Linked DNA regions of Macaca mulatta: region 2 is linked to region 1. A link is a contact called in public Hi-C data. All regions are on one chromosome and are shown on one strand. The core of a region is the stretch at or near the end of the contact, and the rest is flanking DNA. Distances in the headings are between cores, read along the strand shown. Region 1 has its middle 63 kb from the start of MIR183. Region 2 has its middle 42 kb from the start of ZC3HC1.

The links. Hi-C and Micro-C count contacts between places; a contact is called where the count stands out from the background.
Region 2: a Hi-C map of fibroblasts shows a contact between it and region 1, with 4 times the contacts expected there. The contact joins two enhancer-like sites. A contact is called at or near these places in 5 of 14 Hi-C or Micro-C datasets (blood, fetal cortex germinal zone, fetal cortical plate and 2 more).

What each region holds. Positions count from the first base shown.
Region 1 is chr3:169,501,583-169,506,975 of T2T-MMU8v2.0, forward strand. It overlaps a transcript of UBE2H not described here. Among named protein-coding and RNA genes, the nearest start is that of MIR183, 63 kb to the left of the region's middle. Within about 2 kb of position 3,054, at least 13 of the 40 cell types and tissues checked have an H3K27ac peak or open chromatin away from gene starts, as enhancers often do.
Region 2 is chr3:169,688,571-169,693,963 of T2T-MMU8v2.0, forward strand. No RefSeq gene overlaps it. Among named protein-coding and RNA genes, the nearest start is that of ZC3HC1, 42 kb to the right of the region's middle. Within about 2 kb of position 2,076, at least 5 of the 40 cell types and tissues checked have an H3K27ac peak or open chromatin away from gene starts, as enhancers often do.

The DNA.
Region 1 (5,393 bases), core at 1,804-4,303:
AAGTGCTGGGATTACAGGCGTGAGCCACAGTGCCCGACCTCACGCTGAAATGTTTTTGATATATTGAGTTAAATGAAACATTTAACCTTTTTTAAAAAAAGGTTTGAATGTTTTTACTAGATTTACTAGAATCTAAAAACTAGATTTACTAGAACTAAAAACATTTACTAGAATGTTTTTAATGATAAATGTAGATCACATTCTATTTCTATATTTCTGCACTAGGAAGAGGGTTTGAGGTAAATCTAGAGTTTTATTTTCTGACCCTACTGCAGGCACCGGAGGTCGAGGACACCATTGTCAGTGGAAATGGGGATGTGTACGGGGAAAGGCCCTGATCCTCAGAGACCATGCTCATAGAGTGAGCCCTGGGCAGGAGGTCAGCCAGGGAGCATCTCATAGGGCCCAGGCGGCATGAGGGTCACACAGACACAGGTGCCCACAGCCCCAGCGGGCATTGGGGGCACGCATTAAGCTTGGCACAGCATGATTCTTGGAAGGAACACATATGGATGGCCTGAGGACCCAGGTTCTAGCACAGTTATGCCACTGTCTGTGTGACTAAGTCACCTGGCACAGCATAAGCAGTTAATGTCCTGATCTACTTACCGAAGGGCTCACTGCAGTGAGTGAGGCTCGTGAGGGGAAGCCCTCTTCAGCCCTGCCCATGGTGGTCCCCTCTGGAGGAGGGCATGTTTCTGGAATCCTGATTTGTTACCAGCACATAATTTTCAAATTGGCAGAAATGCATCGTTTAGACGGGCGCAGTGGCTCATTAGAACATTCTTACTTTTGTGTTAACTCTGAAATCCAGGGAGTATTTCACAAAGCACATCTCAATTTGGACGCTACGTTTTCAACATTTAAAGTGACACGTAGTCCTACAAAACAAAGTTGTTTTTCAGAACAATTTACACTCGTTTTAAAATTTAATCCCAGTACTTTGGGAGGCCAAGGTGGGCAGATCGCTTGAGCCTAGAAGTGCAAGACCAGCCATGGGCAACATGGCACAACCCCATCTGTACAAAAAATACAAACATTAGCTGGACGTGGTGGCATGTGACTGTAGTCCCAGCTACTCAGGAGGCTGAAGTGGGAGGATCAGTTGAGGCTGCAGTGAACCATGATTATGCCGCTGCACTCCAGCCTGGGCAAGAGTGGGATCGTGTTTCCAAAAAAAAAAAAAAAGAAAGAAAAAGAAAAAAATGCATCTTTAAAAGCCTTGTCCTGTGCGTGTGAACACACACGAGTGGAGTGCGGCAGGTCCTGAAGGGCTGCTTACAGAACTGAGGAGTGGAGAAAGTGGAGGCGAGGCTGCCCACAAAGAGGCGGAAGCTTCTCCAAGGAGCCTCTTGCTGCGCGCTGGCCAGCCTTGGCGGCCAGGACCCCAGGAGAGGAAGCTGAGGGAGGCCTGAATGCCAGCTGCACCTGGTGTCCAGCACCCCATTCTAGGTTCACTGTCACCTACAGGCACAGCCAGAAGGGTGTAGTTTTCTCTTAGGGAGTCTAAGTCCATTGTTGCCACCTCTGACCCCTTGACACCAGGTCCTGGGAGCCAAGTCTTGAGCCCCAAAGAGCTCTGAGGAGCTCAGGTCTTCAGAAGTGCCCTTTTTCCGAAAATAAACACCCTTCACTACGTAGGTACACATACACGCGCACAGGCACACGTGTGCCACACACACACAGAGGGAAATGCTCCTATCTTTTATCTTCTAACATTAAATCCCTGGTCAGGATAACTCTTCAGTTCCAAGAAGTTGGGGGCACACACACAGTACACCCTGAGGCCCAAGACAGCAGGCTTGGGCCCAAGTTGCACTGTCTGGGGCTCAGCGGGGGGTGAGTCCCTGAGATGCCACTTACAAATAGGGCTGCTTCAGCCTGCCAGGAGGCTACAAGGCCTCTGCAGCTCCAGGGATTGTGGGAGTCAGAAAAATCCTTTGTCTTGGTTCTGGGTGGGGAGCGGGACACCCCCAGATCCAGTGTCACAGGCACTCATTCCCAGGGGGACAGAGCAGCCTTCAGAGCCAGCAAGAAAGTTTTGAGGCTCAGAGCCCACCAGCTTTCTTTTCCAGGACAATGTGCCTCAGAAACCCCGGTCCCCTTCCCAGGAAAGGAACGATGACTCAGGCAAGTAGTGACAAGCCACCTGCCACTTGGGAAGCAGCTAGACTGAGGCCGAGGGTGAGTGGTGCTGGGTGGGATTCCCAGGGTTGGCGGAGGGGGGCGGTTGGGAGACCCAAGTGCCAGCAACTGCACTGAGACTTCTCCTTGGTGGGGGGAAAGTAGGGGGGGGTTAAAAGCAGCTGCCTTACGTGAGATCAATGGAATGACTGTTCACATGGCCTATGTACCTCTTAAGTCCCGTTTAGGATGGAAACTGCTCTACACCCCAAAGCTCTTTGGCCTAAAAACTCTAAACCTGTGTTCAAACCTTGGTGTTTCGTGGTTAATATCTAGCATCCTCTCTGTTACTCTATCTTGTGACGGGGCACTGTTTTGCGGCCTGGGTGGAGTTGAGTCACAGGGTGGCAGAGTCAGAACCTATTAGTCTAGGGATGTTGCTTTACAGCTTAGTACCCAAGGTCCATGAAAGCCCAGTGAGGGGCCTGAAGTTGCACAGCTGGTTAATGGAAGGGCTGGGACTTGAACTCATGGCTCTGTGGTTCAGTCCTTTGGCTAAAGGGCCCGTGAGTGCCACCCACAAAGAGGGTCTTAAACGTTTTGCTTCTGGGCTCTGGAGGCATCCAGGGTAGCTAGGGGGTTCCCTGCCAGTGGGGAGGGAGCAGGCACTGGCACACCATTCCTCAGCAGTCCCACCTCATTCAATCTGGCAGGTAGGTATGAAGCCGGGCCAACTGAGGAGTATGCATCAGGATGTAGGGAAGGAGAAAAAGGAGTTTAGGGGAATGAACAAGGAGAAAACAGTGGAAAAGAGATGGAATGAGAACACACGAACAAAGCAAAAGTATTTCCTTTGTCTTAAGGTCCTGCTAACAAAACCGTCTCCATTAGACTGAGCAGTATCGCCATCTGGTGGTAACCGAGAGCAAACGCTTTAGAAAGCAATCGAAATGCTGGTCTAATCCAGCGATAAGCGTTTTCCCATGCAAAACCCACCGTCCTCATCTCCCAGGAGGCGTAGCACTTGGCAGAGGACCACCTGTTTAGGCAGATCAGCCCTGGCAGGAAGCTGCACTGTCCGTGAACTCCAGGCCTCGGAGTATCCTCACTGGGTGTGAGTTGACAGGGCTTAGAAGGTTTAGGCATAGGGGTAGATAGGGACCTTCGGGCTTTACAAGGCTCTAGTGGAGGAGCCTCACAGCCCCGTTCATAGCCAGCAGTCTTGCATCTGAGTTCCAGGTTCAAGGACAGGCCTCTGGGCAGAGCCTCTAGGTTATCACTGCCTAAGGGTGCCACTCCCTTCCCAAACTAATTTAGTCACCTGCATTCCAAGAGCTGCTTAGCCAGAAGAAGCCAGCGTCTGCTACTCAAAGGAGCCAGAACAGAGAGGGTATTTTAGAAAACCAGCTGACAGTAATCATGAGGGCTATCAGTAATCATGAGGGCTATTATCTTATTGATCAAGGTCCAGCCATTTGCCAAGGTATATACACGTTTATTTAAAAAAGTTTACAGTTTTCATTATACACAACTATTAAGAGGTTATAGTCAGAGGAGGCATGTGTCCTGTTGACAGACATGCCTACTAGATCATCACAATGCAAGAAGAAAGGTGGAAGGGAGGAGACAGGGCAAGGAAAAATAAGCGATAAGAAGCTTCAGATTTCAGTTACGGGCTGGCAGTCCCTTTTATCTTTTCAAGTATCACACAATATGTACCAAATACAATCCATAAATAATGGCCATTTCTTCCCAAGCCCACAGCCAAGATGAGTGTTTGGCTAAGTTCAGAGCCCTGGCCCTTCCTCAGATGAGTGGAAAACCTGCGCACCAGAGGGCCGATTCCCCCTTCTCAAAGGGCTTCCTCCCACTCATCCCATCCCTAACGGAATCGCCGAGGTGTTAAGGAGCCAGAGAAAGCATAAACATGGATTCGGAAGTCCAAAGAAATGCAGTTCGTTGCGCCCAATCAGAGATATTTGATTTCATTCAACAAGGCTAGGAGCCCAGGTGGGAAGTCGATAAAAAATCTTGCTAACTTTTGTTAAGTGGCTTTTACTTTTCTAAGTCACTGAAACAAGAAGGGCCATATGCCATTTAAAATCAAACACTAGTTCCCAGAGACTTGGTGTCTAGAAATGACCCATTGAGCCTAGCGGAGGATCTGTCTTTCATGATTCTCAGCCATCCCAACGGGAGGCCTAATATAAAGCACGTGCCAGGCCAATGCCAACTAGGACTTCTGGGGGCCTTTGGAGGGAAAAATGCCTTTGAGAGGAGACATTCCTCAGGAGCTTAGATCAGCCAGCTGGCAGTCAGAACAGCTTTTGAAGAGGATGAGAAATGTTAGGTACTGGAGAGATGATATGGCAACTCCTGATAATGACCTCACTAGTATAAAATGCTGGTTGAAACTGCACAGTAACCTCAAGGAGGGCGATGAGATTGAAGACAAAGCCAAATGCCAGTGTCCAGGATGGCCACCACTGACCCTGTGCCCATAAGCCCCCGGTGCTGGGGCTTCCAGAGGGAGCCTAAGGGCGGTGGATTCAATGTTGCCAGGTTGCAACCATCTTGCTTGTTGGTGTTTGGCAAGAGCTTGAGCTCAGTTATGCGAACAGGGGCGAAGAATGGCTTGCGCTGGTAAAACATGAGGATCCAAAAACTATGGGCACTAAAGCACTAAAAAGGGGAGGGAAACCGCCAGAAGTGGCTCTGACCTGCTGCCGCTGCCACCACCTCTAAAGCCAAGAATGTACAGCCTCTGCCCAGGGATCTGGATGCTCTTCTGAGTGTTGGAAGGGCAGCCTGGAAAGGCATCTGGTGGTGAAACACCCCTGCTCCAGACTTACGCTACCATCTATTGTAGGGGGCCCAGAGTCCTCAGATTCACTGCCAGGCCTTCTTCCAGATCTTTCTGTACCTGTATGTTTTGGGTTCCTACTCACACCTCTCCCAGGCGCAGGGAAGGGACAAAAAGCATAAGAAGAGACTCTGTTCAACCCAGCAAAAGTCAGTTTCCCAGCGGAGAGGCGAAGCCCCACCCAGAATGTAAACATGCATGGGACCAAGGTTAGTGCCCGGACAGGACAGACTTGCACAGAGCAAGAGGGCATAGTGGGATCTATGCGGCAATTACAGGAGCTTCCAGCGCTAAGAGAGGAGCCTTATCCCACCTTCATCATACAGACTTAGATGGACACTCTCTCGCTCACACTCTCTTCGCACGTGTGCACACATATACACACACACACACACACTCTGCGGCC
Region 2 (5,393 bases), core at 826-3,325, 190 kb after region 1:
GATCTATGGAGCTAACCTGCCTGGACCTGCTTTCTGAGGAGGGGACAGGCAGAAAGTGCCGGCCCTAGCCGGATCCAGCCTGCAGAAGGTGTTCTAGCCTCCAAGCAGCCCGCTGGCCAACTCCAGGCCCAGGTGGCTGCAGGCTCCACAATGGGTGACTCAGGTAAGCTGTGCTGGACAAACAAGCCAGCATTCTCAGCCCAGCACGGTGATGCCTGTCATTAGCTTTCCTGTCATCATTGTGCCACCACTTCCTGAGGGTGACCTTGCCAGGCCCGGAGTCAGGGCCCATGGAGACTGGCAGGAATGTGGTTATCTTGGTTTATGTCTTGTTGCCAAGGTGCTTCCCGATGCCTCTAAAGCTGGGCTTGGAGCTGATCCACCAGCATCTGTGCTGTCTGATGGTGGCATGGAGGCCGCTGGGCTGAAAGGGCCCTACTGAGACCACGGACGATCTGCTGAGGAGATACTGGTACGTGTCTTTCTCGTGATCCCAACACCTACAGTTTTGGTGCTCCCTTCCTTCAGGAGTTCCAAAAGACCAGGTAAACTGGAGACACGCGGCCAGAGAGGTGACTGGGCTTAACAAACAGCCAGCTTAAACAAACAGCTAATGTTTCCTGAGCACTTCTCATGTGCCAGGCCCCGCTCTAAGCACTTCACATATGTCAATGAATTCTCGAAACATTCCTGTGACACAGCTGCTAGTATTATCCCTATTTTACAGATGAGGAAGCTGAGGTTGTCACAGGCTCAGAAACACACAGCCGGTGACCAGTGAATCCAGGATCTGAACTCAGGCTATCGAACCTACAGCCTGCTAGATCTACCTGCCAAGCTACCTGACCTAGAGCTGGTGCATTTTTTTTCCCCCTTTATTTTTCTTTTTTATAAACAAGGTGTCTTGCTCTGTCACCCAGACTGGAGTGCAGTGGTGCAATCACAGCTCACTGCAGTCTGGAACTCCTGGGCTCAAGCGATCCTCCCACTTCAGCCTCCCTAGTATAATGGGACTATAGGCACATGCCACCACTCCTGGCTAGTGAGCTGGTGCTCCTGACTCTCACAGGGTACTCCCTCTCTCCTGCTCTGTCGTCATGACTGTAGTGCAAGGGGACTCAGCAAGAAGCCTCAGGATTCTAGGCGTGGCGCAGCCACAACCTGCTGTGTGATCTTAGCCTTCACTCCCCACTCTGGCTTTCAGATTCCTCAGGGATGAGACCAAGTAGTCTGCAACTCTGCTTCCAGCTCTGTGACTCTGACTCACATGGAAACAGCAGTGGGGAAAGGCCCTATCCCCTCCACCCTTAGCCCCGCCGGAAGTGTCTACTCCTGATTACCAAGGACAGCCTCACGGGCTTTTGAGAAGGGCAGGGATCAACTCCTGACCTGGTGACACTGATGGAGCAAAGCTGCTTCCCCACTCCACACCTCAGTTTCCCCACTCCTTCCAGTGGAGATAATGACCTCTGTGTGCTCAGTGCTACAGTGAGTCAGGGTTAATTAGCATTAGTCACAGACTTGGGAATCCTCGCAAGAAAAGGGTCATCTGGTGGGTCTGGGCGGCGCCCTGGCTGTGATGAGACACCGCTCATGCCCCTGTGAGTGTATCATCATGCTTCATTAGTGGCTTGCCTAACTGTGCAGGTTGGCCCTGGGGTGGCCCAGCCCTGAGTGCGGGTGCTGAGATCAGCCAAAGGATGACACCTGGGGAGGCCTGCGTGTGTCCCAGTGTGGCTGCCAATGGCTCACAGTCCCCTGGATTTCCCTTTCGGTTGACTTCCCATTCAATCTGATTCTTATCCTTGCTACTCGAGCCACTATTCCTGGATGCAAGGCCCCAACTCTGACCTTAAATTTAGAGGACTTTTTCCTTCTCTGTCTCCTCAATAAATACCCATTCTCATTTCTCTCTCTCTCTGCTGACTGTCCCAATGCTTTCAGTCTCTTTCTGTTTCCATCACTGCATTTGGTAGAGCTTAAGTGGGGTTAGTGGAGAGACCCTGTAACAAAATAAGGACAAAGTAAGAATGATGATGTCTTGTGTTGGCAATTCCATCAAGGTAAGCCAGATGTGGAACACGGGGGCCATCTAGTGGTCTTGGTGGGTACTGCTAGCATTCCTGCCTGGCACTGAGGTCACATTCTTGAACTTGTTTTTTTTCCTGAGACAGGGTCTTGCTCTGTCGCCCAGGCTGGAGGGCACTGGTGTGATCACAGCTCACTGCAGTTTTGACTTCCTAGGCTTAAGTGATCCTCCCACTTCAGCCTCCTGAGTAGCTGGGACACCACCACACCTGGCTAATTTTTTTTTGGTAGAGACGGGGTTTCCCTATGTTATCTACTCTGGTCTTGAACTCCTGGGCTCAAATGATCTGCCTGTGTTGGCCTCCCAAAGTGCTGGGATTATAGGCGTAAGCCACCACGCCTGGCCTCATACCTGAACTTGATTCTCAAGTCGGCTACAGTGTCTTGCCCCAGCTCTTGGAGACTTGGGAGATGGCATGATCCTTAGGAGGGGAGATTTTCTTATCACTTAGTATTTGATAAATTGCATTTCCCTTGACATCTAGTTTCTCTGGATCTACAGAAGAAAGGCCTCAGGCTGGGCGTGGTGGCTCACCGCTGTAATCCCAGCACTTTGGGAGGTCGAGGCGGGTGGATCCTTGAGGTCAGGAGTTCAAGACCAGCCTGGCCAACATGGTGAAACCCCGTCTCTACTAAAAACACAAAAATTAGCCAGGCGGTAGTGGCACATGCGTGTAATCCCAGCTACTCAGGAGGCTGAGGGAGGAGAATGGCTTGAGCCTGGGAGGTGGAGGTTGCAGTGAGCCGAGATCCTGCCACTGTACTCCAGCCTAGGTGACAGAGTGAGACCCTGTCTCAAATAAATAATACATAAATAAAAATAAAAAATTAGCCGGGCGTGATGGCGGGTGCCTGTAGTTCCAGCTACTAGGGAGGCTGAGGCAGAATCACTTGAACCCGGGAGGCAGAGGTTGCAGTGAGCCGAGATTGCAGTATTGCACTCTAGCCTGGGCAACAGAGCAAGACTGTCTCAAAACAAAAACAAAAACAAACAAAAAAAATCCAAGTAACAATGGTATTAAACATCGTCATGCATGTCTTTGGTTAGAGGCAGGCCGTGGGGTCTGCCTTGGAGGCTGATGGACTGAGTTTGAATCCCGGCCCTCACTTACTGGGCTGTGTGATCCTGAACAAAGTAATTAACTTATGCTTTTGTTTCCTCATTTGTAAAAATGGAACAGTAATTATACCTACCTCATAGGACTGCTATGAGGCTTAAATAAGATAAAATGCTTAGACCAGTGCTTGGCAAACAATCTGTACTTAAAAGAGATAGCTATTTGCAGTAGTAGTAAAATCAAGTTTCAGAGGTTCTTCTGAAGACTGATTCCCCGCTTCTCAGTAGGAGGTAGACTCCAGCTGCAGTCTTGGTTTTGCTATCCCCCTTTTTTTTTTTTTTTTGAGATACAGCCTCATTCTGTCGCCCAGGCTGAAGTGCAGTGGTGCGATCTCGGCTCACCGGAACCTTCGCCTCCTGGATTCAAGTGATTCTCCTGCCTCAGCTTCCCGAGTAGCTGGAACTCCAGGCACCCATCACCGTGCCCAGCTAATTTTTTTTTTTTTTTTTTTTTTTTGAGACGGAGTCTCGCTCTGTCGCCCAGGCTGGAGTGCAGTGGCCGGATCTCAGCTCACTGCAAGCTCCACCTCCCGGGTTCGGGCCATTCTCCTGTCTCAGCCTCCTGAGTAGCTGGGACTACAGGCGCCCGCCACCTCGCCCGGCTAGTTTTTTGTATTTTTTAGTAGAGACGGGGTTTCACCGTGTTAGCCAGGATGGTCTCGATCTCCTGACCTAGTGATCCACCCGTCTCGGCCTCCCAAAGTGCTGGGATTACAGGCTTGAGCCACCGCACCCGGCGTTTTTTGTATTTTTTAGTAGAGACGGGGTTTCACCGTGTTAGCCAGGATGGTCTCGATCTCCTGACCTAGTGATCCGCCCGTCTCGGCCTCCCAAAGTGCTGGGATTATAGGCTTGAGCCACCGCGCCCGGCCAACCCAGCTAATTTTTGTATTTTTAGTAGGAATGGGGTTTCATCACGTTGGCCAGGCTGGTCTTGAACTCCTGACCTCAAGTGATCCGCCTGCCTCGGCCTCCCAGAGTGCTGAGACTACAGGCGTGAGCCACTGTGCCTGGCTTTGCTATCACTTCTGATTGGCTCAAAACCCGCTGTGCCGTCCAGGTATTCTTTGTGCCTTTCCTTCTTCTGCACTGGTTCTAGTTAGGTTGGACAAGACTGGCCAAGAAATGGACACAGAGGCTAAAAAGGATTTTCTTGTCTCTGTGATCATGGCTTCCCCATGAGAACTATGAAGAACTTGGAGGTGAATCTTGATTCCCTTCCAGGCTTCACATTTTCTGTTCCTACTACCATCCCTTTGAGGGCTGTTACTGACCCATTACAGGAAACAATTTTCCTCCATATCTGCTTACTGGGATATCAATAGGTGGCTAATAGAAAGAAGTGAGTACAGAAAGCTGAAGAGTATGTTGTTGTAATTATCTGACTCGTTGGATAATCTGTGGATACGTGACCAAATCTCCATGACCTACCTGTCCTACACAGAGGCCTTTGTATGTTCCTGTTTCCCTCTCTTCATAATTGGCTTCAGCCACACAACAGTCAGTCCAACTAGAGAGGCACTGTGGCAAGAAAAACAATAACCACCACAGCTGTAGCCAAGGAGCAACGAGAAAAGAGAGTATGGGATACAGATGGAATGAATGGTCTCTAATTAAAGGGTTTAAATGCAGCATTCACTTCTGAGGGCATGGGCCAACTGACCAAGATGGCAGCTGGATAAAGCCAAAGAAAACCTAGAATAGAAATAAAACTAAACATAGAAAGGAAAACTGAGTTTGTACTTTTGTCGATGGTCAAGCTGTGTGTGCAGCTGTTTTTGTTGCTAAGATGGAATAGGATGGAAGGGATTCAGAAGGGGCTCTCAGGCACCCACAACCAGAAGAGTGTAAGTGAGGAAAGCCCCAAAGAGAATGCTCCACCTGTTAAGTCTATTAAAGTTGGCTGAAATCAAAAAGGAGCCAAGGGAAAGACTGTTCTGGGCACTAGTATCCCATGAGTGGCTGCAAGATATTCCTTTCTACCGTGACAGGGAGATCTCAACTTTGAGCTTGGGAAAGAAAATCATAGACTCACAGTGCTTGGAAGCTGTTCCCAGCTGTATCGTAATGGAAAGAACAGAAGGCTGGGAAAGATGGATTTCAGTGTGGCTCTGCCTCATTCTAGCTATACGACAGCTAGTTATTAGATGTCTTTGAGCTTCAGTCTTCTCGGTAAAAACAAAATCCA